Regions from separate parts of the Mus musculus genome. Here all the other regions are linked to region 3. Evidence: chromatin contacts called from public HiChIP or PLAC-seq and promoter capture Hi-C data. All regions are on one chromosome and are shown on one strand. Each heading gives the region's core, a stretch centred on a gene start, on an enhancer-like site or on the middle of the called end of the contact. The rest is flanking DNA. Distances are from core to core; before and after follow the strand shown. Region 1 holds the start of Naf1 (nuclear assembly factor 1 ribonucleoprotein). Region 2 holds the start of Npy5r (neuropeptide Y receptor Y5). Region 3 holds the start of Apela (apelin receptor early endogenous ligand).

What was found. Promoter capture Hi-C pulls out the DNA fragments that hold promoters and counts their contacts. HiChIP or PLAC-seq counts read pairs in DNA pulled down with a chosen protein or histone mark.
Region 1: an H3K27ac HiChIP or PLAC-seq map of embryonic stem cells shows a contact between it and region 3, with 3 times the contacts expected there. The contact joins the promoter of Naf1 here to the promoter of Apela in region 3. A contact is called at or near these places in 1 of 39 promoter capture datasets (hippocampal neurons) and 5 of 115 datasets of contacts at active chromatin or transcription factors (astrocytes, embryonic forebrain, embryonic stem cells and 1 more).
Region 2: a contact with region 3 is called in a promoter capture Hi-C map of hippocampal neurons, with 4 times the contacts expected there. The contact joins the promoter of Npy5r here to the promoter of Apela in region 3. A contact is called at or near these places in 3 of 39 promoter capture datasets (hippocampal neurons, liver and pre-B cells) and 1 of 115 datasets of contacts at active chromatin or transcription factors (pancreatic cancer cells).

Annotation. Positions count from the first base shown.
Region 1 is chr8:66,858,519-66,862,106 of GRCm38.p6, reverse strand. It overlaps Naf1 (nuclear assembly factor 1 ribonucleoprotein), which reads right to left and starts at 1,890. Exons shown (of 8, transcript NM_001163564.1): 1 at 1,061-1,890. The coding sequence starts at 1,740.
Region 2 is chr8:66,685,957-66,689,629 of GRCm38.p6, reverse strand. It overlaps Npy5r (neuropeptide Y receptor Y5), which reads left to right and starts at 1,536. Exons shown (of 2, transcript NM_001358958.1): 1 at 1,536-1,749.
Region 3 is chr8:65,035,299-65,038,806 of GRCm38.p6, reverse strand. It overlaps Apela (apelin receptor early endogenous ligand), which reads left to right and starts at 1,471. Exons shown (of 4, transcript NM_001297554.1): 1 at 1,471-1,526; 2 at 1,664-1,917; 3 at 3,053-3,142. The coding sequence starts at 1,842. The coding sequence ends at 3,141.

The DNA of each region.
Region 1 (3,588 bases), core at 641-3,140, 1.8 Mb before region 3:
TCCTCTGCCACACGGGTCACAAGTCAATTCCCAATACTACTGACTGTATCCCATGCTTCCTTTCCAACTCTGGCTCCTGATCGACCCCCTGTATCTGTTCCCCAATAGTGCAGGCTCTGCTTACAAGATGACTACCATCTTAGAACTGCCAAAAAACCAAGCTGTTCATAATTGGCTTAGCTCCCTCCACCAATCTCTTCACACCTTCTCCTTTTTGTAGAAACCATTCTCCCTTGCCTCTCTCAGTGGTTTCCTAAAAGTGTTCCATCTCCCGAAACCCCCTCACCCCATGCTTACTCAAACATTTGTAGTTTGATAGCCTTCTATGTTCTGGGCCTTCTTCCACAAATGAACAACACACAGAGGAAATGTCTGTGTAAAGCACAGAGCCCCAAATACCAAGAAACTGGTTTGCAAATTTCATAGAACCCAGCTCCCTATGAAGAGTCTACAGAATACCATTAACTGTCAAGAAGCAACTTGTAGAGAACAGTAGTGGATGGTTGTACAACCCTGCACTTGGGAGGGTGGAGACAGGAGGACCAAGGAGTTCAACGTCAGCCTCCCAGGCTACAGACCAGTCTGGGCTACACCAGATCCTCGCTGGAAAGGGGGGCAATGAAGTTTGAAACATAAGGTAATCCTGTTCCTGACCCTTAACTCCTGAGGTCTCAAAAAAGTAGTCTCGACGAAAAACGTAGCAATTCTGAACTGAAACAAGAGTCAGAATTTCTAACCCCAATGCACATGTTAAACTGAGTTCCTATGGTAATAACATAGCAGAGTAATTTTACAAATAATCTACCAACGTCGAGGCTTCTACACTGCAAACATGTGACTAACTTCACGTGTAACTTTGGGGACTATCACGTTTGGAAAGGAAGCGGGAACTCCTAGAAGTAGCTGGGACCATGGGAAGCACTCCGGCGAGCCCGGGGTCCCAGCTCCCAGAGAGCACGTGGCACGGAGCTCGGCTGCGCCGCCCCGCAGAGCACGCCCGCGCGCCCCGCTCCCCAGGCCCCGTGTCCCCGGCCCCCCTCCGGCCTCTCGTGCACTCGACCTGTCCGAATCCGAGTCCGAGGAGTCCGAGGCCTGCAGCACTGGCGGCGGCTCCGCGGCGTTCCGGCCGGTGACCCAGGCCCCGCCCGGCGGCGGTGGTCTTCCGCCCGCATCCCAGTTCAGGGCTGGCAGCGGCGGAGTCGGTCTTCCGCCGGGATCCGAGTTCGGGGCTGGCGGCGGTGGTGGTCTTCCGCCCGCATCCCAGTTCGGGGCTGGCGGCGGCGGTGGTCTTCCGCCGGGATCCGAGCTCGGGGCTGGCGGCGGCGGTGGTCTTCCGCCGGGATCCGAGTTCGGGGCTGGCAGCGGCGGTGGTCTTCCGCCGGGATCCGAGCTCGGGGCTGGCAGCGGCGGTGGTCTTCCGCCGGGATCCGAGTTCGGGGCTGGCAGCGGCGGTGGTCTTCCGCCGGGATCCGAGCTCGGGGCTGGCAGCGGCGGTGGTCTTCCGCCGGGATCCGAGTTCGGGGCTGGCAGCGGCGGTGGTCTTCCGCCGGGATCCGAGCTCGGGGCTGGCAGCGGCGGTGGTCTTCCGCCGGGATCCGAGCTCGGGGCTGGCGGCGGCGGCTGCACCCCCGGCGGCGGGGCCTCCCGGCGATCCTCAGGTGGCTGCGGTGCTGCCGACCCCTGGCCGGAGCCGCCGAACTTGAGCGTCTGCAGCTGCGCGGCGGCCTCCACCACCTCCATGGCGCCGCCCGGGCCGCAGAGCAGCGCGAGGGTCTCCTCAGAAGCCAAGCTAGCCAACTCGGCCACGCTGAAGCCCGCGCGTTTCTCAGGTAACCGCACGCGGACCGACCTGAGGACACGCCCCCGGCATCATTCACGGGACTTCCGGGAGGGCCGGTGACGTCATGAACGAGACGCCGGTTCCCAGGGGCTGAAGGATTCCAACTATGGAGGAAACTTGGCTTCCGCGCGGTCCTAAGTCCGCCAAGTTCACTGCTTCTGGTGAACTGTGCTGCTCACTAAAGCGAGGGCTTCCAGGCGTGGTGGGAATGAATGAGGATTATAGTACTAGTTTCTGTACTTGAGAATCTTGAGTCAGAACGTCTTCAAAAGACGCTTTTAGTAATTTATCTTGAAAGTTAAATGAAAATAAAACCACATTTACATTCTCACCGTGAGAGAAAAAACAATACTTTTCTTTCTCCAGTATATTGAAAAGACAAGAGTTGTAAAGGATTTTACTGATAATGTTATGGCAGGGCTATATCATAGTTGATGCTGCTTCATAGGAAGTGTGGGGTGACTCTAAAATGTAGCATTTTAATCTGGAGATCTTTTCGTCAGATTGTAAGGCACTCAAGCACCAAGTTCTTAAGACTTGGGGAGTTATCGCCAGGTGTTGGTGCATGCTTTTATTCCCAGCACTCAGGAGGCAGAGGTAGGTGGATCTCTGTGATTTTGATGCCAGCCTGGTCTACTGAGCTAGTTCCAGGACAGGCCAAGACTACAAAAGAAGATTTAGGAAAAGATCAAACTTTTCTGGTTTTCTGGGTCTTCAATTTGATGCATCAATGTCTCACCTAATAATATTGCAACAACTTAGTAGGCATACATATTCATGAAGGACTATGTAAAATTTTATATGTTATTTACTGACAATTGATTGTAGGAGCTCCATAGAAGACTCTCAGTTAAAGTAAAAGAAGAAGCAATCCAGGCATTCCTGCACATTACAATGCTTACAATCCAATGTGAGTTTTAAAAGCAAAGGTGAATCCTTGGCAGAGAATTGAAGTATAGAATAGACTGTTCAAAGGCACAACAATGGAAAGTTAAAATTGGTGGGCTGTGTCCTGGAAACCCTTCCAGATGAAATAGAAATCCAAGACGGTAGGTACTAAGGCAATATTTCCCAAGTAAATACTCATATCCTAAAACCCCAATTCTATCATTTTTCTTGAAATATGCAACCGGGTGTAACTAAATCTTACTTACCTGTAGAATACAGACAAAAATACTATCTCATTTAGTTTATAGAACATTAAATAAGATGGTATAGAGAAGCAAGACTTGTCTAGCATGCATTCATTGTACAGATACCCCTGCAAAGTGAACCAAAGCATGGATTTATGAATAATATGTATCATTGATAATGACTGATATGTAGAGATACACAGCTGAATTTTAGAAGAGACAACATGTTATTTAGAATATTTCTGTGGGCAGCAAAATGTTATATTTTTTTCAGAAATTAGATGATTGCAGTCTAAACTAGGGGTTAAGTCAATGAGGTAGAATAAATGACAATTCAAAATCTTAAGACCTTAACAAGGTACTAGAAAATTTGTGACCTAGGAAAGAACAAAGAAGTTGATGTTATCTATTGTACTTGCTGGTTTTGTGTCAACTTGACACAAGCTGGAGTTATCTCAGAGAAAGGAGGAAATGCCTTCATGGGATCCAGTTTTAAGGCATTTTCTCAATTAGTGATACAGGGGGGAGGACACCTCGTAGGTGGTGCCATGCCTGGGCTGGTAGTAATCTTAGGTTCTATAAGAAAGCAAGCTGAGCAAGCCAGGGGAAGCAAGC
Region 2 (3,673 bases), core at 287-2,786, 1.7 Mb before region 3:
GGTGTCTCTAAGAAGCTGTTTGAAAACTCACTGTGCATTTGGAAGGGTGTGTGTCAGACTGCAAGGGACAGGAGAATAAATACCCACCTGGCAACATATAGTGTGTGAACTGCACAATAGCTGACATTAAGAAAGCCTAAGATGGGCCAGGTGTGGTGGTGCACACCTTTAATCCCAGCACTTGGGAGGCAGAGGCAAGAGGATTTCTGAGTTTGAGGCCAGCCTGGTCTACAAAGTGAGTTCCAGGACAGCTAGGGCTATGCAGAGAAACCCTGTCTTGAAAAACCCAAACCAAACCAAACCAAAAAAAGAAAGCCTAGGACCAATCCCTTGTTTGCTAAGCTTTTGTTTATTAAAAGCCAGTCTCCTCTCTTCCCTCACTGCAGGATCCCAGGACCCTGCACAGGTACCTTCTGTGTTCAAATATTGGGACAAATATAGTGATTCTGAAATGAAGCCCAGTAGAATCAGATGATATTTTCTTGAAGCCCTTTTGAAGTTCTTGGATTCCTTGGGCTGAGGGAACGGCATACACTACAGTTTCCTTGAGTACTGACTGCTAAATTAGCAGAAACAGGCAAATATCTTCTGACCTTTGAGACACAGCAAGTGCTGCCCCAGGGGCATGGGATAAAAGTCAAGGGACCAAAGTCCTCTTCAGTCGACACAGTGCCTTGGGGTTACAGTTCAGGCAATGCTAAGCACTGTAATCGTGATGGTGTAGGAAATACACTGTTGTTATGGCAGGCCAACCGAGGATTGGCCAAATACTGTGACAATCTTGCACAAAAGGATACAGATCTGTCAATCTTAAAAATGAAAATCAAGCTTTGGTGCAACAGGACAGGGTTTTATTTGTTTCTATTTGTTCATTTCCTTAGGTTGTCTTTATGTTTTTGAAAGATGACAAAACACCGCTGCCCCCTGCCCCCTCCCATACACACTCACGCGTTTTGATACGGAAAGCTTCCAAGAAGGGCTGACTCCATTTCACCCCCACTTCCCAGCTCCCTCTGCTCCATGTCCCTCGCTCACACCCACACACTACTACCCCTTAGAGTAGGAGTTGATCCTATTGTCTATTTTGCACGCTTCATCACAGCCTGTTCCCTGCAGGTTTAGGTCAATTTCTCACCCAGACTTCTTTATGTTAGAAAGGCAAGAAGATGTTCTGTTTGGGATTTTGTGATATTTTCCCCCCTCTCATAAAGAAAACATGGACCTTGAAGGTTTTTCTCACAAAAGCTATCGGAAAAAAACGCCTACTCTCATAGAAGCCACTATGGGGTTGAGGATAGGAAAGACAACCATCCGTGGGACCCCTAAGTTAACTCCTGCAACTAGAGAACAGGGTAGTGGGGATGCATCCTGTAGCCCTAGAGCGGCTGCCCGGGGCCTCCAAACAGACACACGGGCACCGGGATGTACCTAAATTGGACTATGGAGGCCAGGAACAGGCGATCTTGAGCCGGGTGTCCGGGGTCTCAGGGACTGTCACGTGTTCCCGAGGCTCTTCTAAAACCCTGGCGGCTCCGGGGCCCCTCCTTCCCACCGCCGCCTCCAGGTCCTGCTCCTGCTGCCACCGCTTCCATCTCAAGCAGAAGCGACCGCACTCAGCCGCGTACCCCGGAGTCCAGGCACCCGCAGCGGCCAGGGCATCCCGAGGTACCCACTCCAGGCCTCGCCTGCCCCTACGAGAAGCCCACGTCCCTATCCTGGGTTCTGGAGCATCTTGTGGTTTCCAAGAGGGTGGGTTGCGGACCGGGAGGCAGCCTGATTGAGAAAGGGGATGGAGGTGGAGAAACCGCAGTTGTCAGGCGGCGGGAAGGGAGAGCGGGGGAAACGGTTGCAGTTGAATCCTTCCTAGTCTGGCAGGTCCCTCTGGTGCCAAACTCACAGAGGAGCAGGTTCTTGCCAGACCCTATCAGATTGTCCCGGGAGGGTCCCTAGTATGGGAAGGAGGGATGGACGAAGCTCAGTCCCCGCTTTGGCTTAGGGGAACGCGGGGTACAGCTCGGTGGGCGTCTGAGGTAAGGGAACCACAACCCACGGGGTGCCCACTCAGGTTGTCAGCCCTAGCTGAGCTCTGGCTATGTCCAGGATGCGGCGATTCAGCTGCCTTCATGTCCCACAGCTGGCCACACACAGGGAGACAGCTGTGCACTTGGGTTTGCAAGGTGGCTTGTAAGTCAACTGCTAGCAGGAAATAGCCATCCACACACCTGAGTTCCAAGGGGGTAAAAAGGAATTCTTATCTGTAAGTTTACAGACCTATAGTACAGCTATTCAAAGAACATACTGTTAGATGGAAGCCAAAAGAAGAAAAAGAAAAAGAAAATGAAGGTTTGATGTAAGCTTGTGCCCAAGACTGGGTGCATTTCAAATTCCAGATGTCTCAAGAAGAGGGAGGGAGAGAGAGAGAGAGAGAGAGAGAGAGAGAGAGAGAGAGAGAGAGAGAGAGAGAGAGAGAGAGAGAGAGAGGAGAGAGAGAGACCTGCTGTTAAGAATCTAGAATAAGGAGAAGGGTGGTGGGTACTGCATGCTCGGTAGCTGAAGAGTACTGTGCTTATTTGTCCAGGGCCATCTTTTGCAGAATTTTGCCTTGCAGAACAACACACACTACGTGGAGTCATGGAATTGTGCCATCGCTGCAAAGCCACAGCAAACAGGCAGAACTACATGTATCCGATTCTTCTGCATGGTTGGCATCTTTTGCGAGAATGATACATATTTTTATTAAGCAGGGAATTAACCTAAGAGTGAAACCTTATTTAAGTGCAAAGACCCGTCTCTCTCTAAGCTTGGCTCACTGTCCTTTCTCCCCTTAGTCAAAGAAAGAACTTAACTCAGCTCCGCTCTCAAAAGCTTTAAAGTTTATTCAGACTTCACTTGTCTTGGCGTTCCATACAGACCAATTTATAAGAAAATTACAGGAAATCCTCACAATGAACGCGCGCGCATGCGCACGAGCACACACACACACAGTACACACACACACACACAGTACACACACACACAGTACACACACACACACAGTACACACACACACACACACACAGTACACACACACACACACAGTACACACACACACACACACACACACACACACACACACACACACACACACACACACAGTGTTCCTTGGGAACATTCCAGCATGCCAGGTGGAACTTGTGACCGTGAGAAAGGTTGCCATGTAAGAAAGAGAAGAGGGTAGAAATGAAGAACTCATGTGGCTTGCAACATTCTGCAATAATCAATATTCCTTTATGTAATTGTCAAAGCACCCCCTCCTTCACACCTTCGAAAGTTATCTAGGGTGAATTAACAGTCTCTTATGGCATTGTTTTCATCGTCTATGAAGTATTTGTGCTGTATCAAACTCGTGGGAGTTGGTTATTGCAGTGATGGGAAGCAGATCACTGCGTAGACTGAGGGTTCTGTGACTCATTTGCTTGTTTCAAAAAGAGGAAAAAGTGAAGGGGCAAATGTAAGCAGGGCAATCTTTTGCTTTGTTGTTTATCTCCTTATTTTGATTTCCAGTGGCTCCTCTACTTCACATTTTCAACTGGAAACCAGATGATTTATATCTATCTTGTTGGGCAAAACTGCTTCCTAGTGGTTAAACCGTCCTGTAACTGTAAGGAGGCCGTTTTAAAGAAAGCAATTGATG
Region 3 (3,508 bases), core at 222-2,721:
TTCTCAGATTAACCTGCCTCTGCCTCCTGAATACTGGGATTAAAGGTGTGTGCTACCACATCTGGCTTATACCTTAAAATTTCTTTTAAAAACAAACAAAAAGCCCAACAACAATAACTATAAAACAGGTCTGGAGAAATGGCTCAGCAGTTAAGAGCAGGTGCTGCTCTGTCAGGGGACCTGAGTTCATTCCAGCACACACACAGGGGCTCACTACTGCCTGTAACTACAGCTCAGGGGACCTGATGTCCTCTTCTGGACTCTGTGGGCACTGCATACGCACGGTGCTCAGACATACATGCAGGTAAATAAATAAATAAATAAATAAAATCTATCTATCTATCTATCTATCTATCTATCTATCTTCTATCATCTATTTTTGAGATAGGGTTACTCTCTTATATAGCCTTGGCTGTACCAGTACTTGCTATGTAGACCAGGCTGTCCTGGAACTCACAGAGATATGCCTGCCTATGTCTTTTGAGTGCTGGGATTAAAGATAGGTGCCACCACATTTAATAATTAAATAATTAAAAAAAATTTTTTTAAGAATTTTTTAAAGTTCTGTATAATCTGGAATAGCTAGGCAGATATGGAATTGTACAGACTAATTTGTAAAATCAAAATAATTTTTGCATTTCAAACCTTAAGAAGCCCAAGATTGTGTGTGACCACCACCTGACTTTAAAGATGCCAAAATGGAACAAAATTCCTGACAATTCACAACCGCTTACATGTGCTTGGGTCTACTTATCTGTCAGAGTATAGCTACATAGCCTTCTTCATTAGAATAATTACAATACTTCTCAGATCCAACAGTCTTGTATTACAGGTAAGAAAGCCCTCAGACAGGAGATGCGGGTGGATGTGCAAGACAAAAACTAGACTCCTTTTGTTTCTTCTGACTGTTTAGAAACCAGCTACAACATTCTTTCTCCATCTGCAATCTGGTCTCCGTGCCGGTGACGTTTACCTGACACGCCACCACTTACAAGTTTACAGCAGAGCATTTTATGTCTGTGGCTTGCCTGAACTCCCTTTGAAAAACTCTTGAATGTTTGCAGATGAAAATGACCTTCATCACTTCTTAAATTGCACTTAAATGAAAAGATAAACATTTCACAGATTTACTTCTGAACCTTCTAAACTCCAGGAATCTCTGATGGTGGGAACCCACACACATTAAGCCATTTGGAGATTTAATATAAATAGGCGCTACTTTGTAGTAACTCTGGCAAAGAGGAAGCGCTCCAACCCAGAGTCCATACAAAGCATTTGGGAATCCCTCAGTTAGAGCTCTAGCATTCCTTCTGCAAGAGGACACAAGGGAGACTTCCCGTCCTCTCCACTGCTTCCTGCATGTGGGATCAATATGGGCAATGCAAAGCTTAAACAGATTGCAATGGAGGGGAGCGGAGGCAGGCAATGCTTCGTTTTGCATAGTTCTTCGTAAACAGATTGAATTGGAGTGACTCTCCTTGGAGCTTTGCAGAGACTTCCCGCTTAAGTTACTGCGTGCCTGAATGGTCCATTTCACCAATATTTGCTTATGGAAATAAGGGGGAGTGGCAGGGAGCCGCGGAGAGGGATGGAGGAGGGGCTTGAGGCTTGGGAGCTCTGGAGTACCAGTAACCTTGTCTGATGTGATCATTAACCTTTTCAGGAAAAGGCAGCTGGCAGCCCTCTGAGTTCTGGCCATAGGATGTGGGGTGAGCCGGACAGATACTGCGATTTACAGACGATTTCTCTACTTGAAGAGCTATTGTTCACTTGCGTGTAAGAAAAAAGAAAAACAAAAGGAAAGAAAAAGAAGAAAAGAAAAAAGAGAAAGAAAAGAAAAGATGCGATTCCAGCCCCTTTTTTGGGTATTTTTTATTTTTGCCATGAGTCTCCTTTTTATCAGTGAACAGAAACCAGGTAGGTTTTTGAAATAACTGGCTAGGGTAACTTGTTTGTTTGCCTGTTTGTGCTTCTGGGTCTCTAAATGTGCTTATGCTGAGAACTATTTGGGTATACTTACAGTTAATAGGACTGAGGAAAATATATAGGATTTCTGAAGTACATTTAGCAATCTCATTGTGGGATACTATTTGGACATTTTAAAATATTGTTATGTATTTTACAATTATTTTTCCAAGAAAATAATTCTCAAAACTATTATCCATACAAGTAAATAGATGGGAGAATGTTGGTCTACTAATAAACCTAGATTTTTTTTTAGGTAACATGCAAAATCTAAGCAGATTATCAAGAGAGCATGCATGTTGCTGATTGGAGGAGGGCATTGTAAGTTGAGGTAGCCAAAATCATGATGTAACAATGTAAAATGATAAAACTGGCCCACTGACTGCCTGCCATCTCTGGTTATTTAATTACACAAGACAAGGTTTTGTTTATTTGTTTGTTTATTACTGTTTGGTTTTTTTATCATTATGACGTTTAAGGCAAAACTGTAAAAGGTATGTTGTCAGCGTTAAGTTTTCTGACACATAAAGTTGAAGGGTCAAGTTTCAACCAAAAGATGACAATAGTCATTATCCAAGGGTGTCAGTACAGACGTGATAAAATGTTCCTTTAGTTAGACGGAAGATGGAGTGTCTTGGCTGAAAAGTCAGCCGCTGCTTTTAATTAGGACTTTGATTGCTCTGAGGTTATTCAAATCATTCTTTTTACATACATAAGGGGAAAAAAAGTTACAAGGTCCTTCTTTACTGCCTATAGTAATCGCTACTCAATCCAAAAAATAAAATTCGGATCTCTAGTTTTCTAAAATATAGAGTATCCTGGACGGTGTTCTTGTAAAACAACTTACATTAATTCCTTAAAGAAGTGTGAGAATTGGGTGTAAGAAATATGTCCAGAAGGCTGCCACGGCCGAGGTCTTACTGCCAACACGGGCAGAAGGAATGTACCTGCGTGTCTGTGTAGCCAAGTGATTTGTTTACCGCTTAATCTCGGATGAAGGGATAACAAACGACCTCAGAACGGTTTTGCTGTGCAGATGCTGCCCCTTTCTCCTTTTTAAAACTGACCTTATTTCTCCTTTCTTCAGTTAACTTTCCCAGGAGAAGAAAACTATACAGACACAACTGCTTTCGCAGGAGATGCATTCCACTTCATTCTCGAGTGCCCTTCCCATGAGGTATTCCTGTCCCCGCGCCCCCGCCCCGCCCCGCCCCCGCCCCCCCCCCCGCGCCTTCCCCCTCCCCTTTTGCCCCCGCCCTCCCGCCTCCCCCCTGCGCCCTCGCCCTCGAGCTTCCCCCACCAACTCCCCCTGACCCAACTCAGCTACACACAGGTAGCCCTAGTTTGTGACGGTATCATGACTTACAGTGATGTAAAAGTGTAAGAGTTGCACGCATCACGCCTGGAAGAGTGAAAGGAAGAAGAGGAGATAGATAATGTGAAGATACCGATGGCTGTTGAGTCCGGATGATAGTTATATGAAGCCAAACACTGTACACGTTTGAGAACTTTAACAATTTAAAGAAAATCAAGCTGTGGGAGG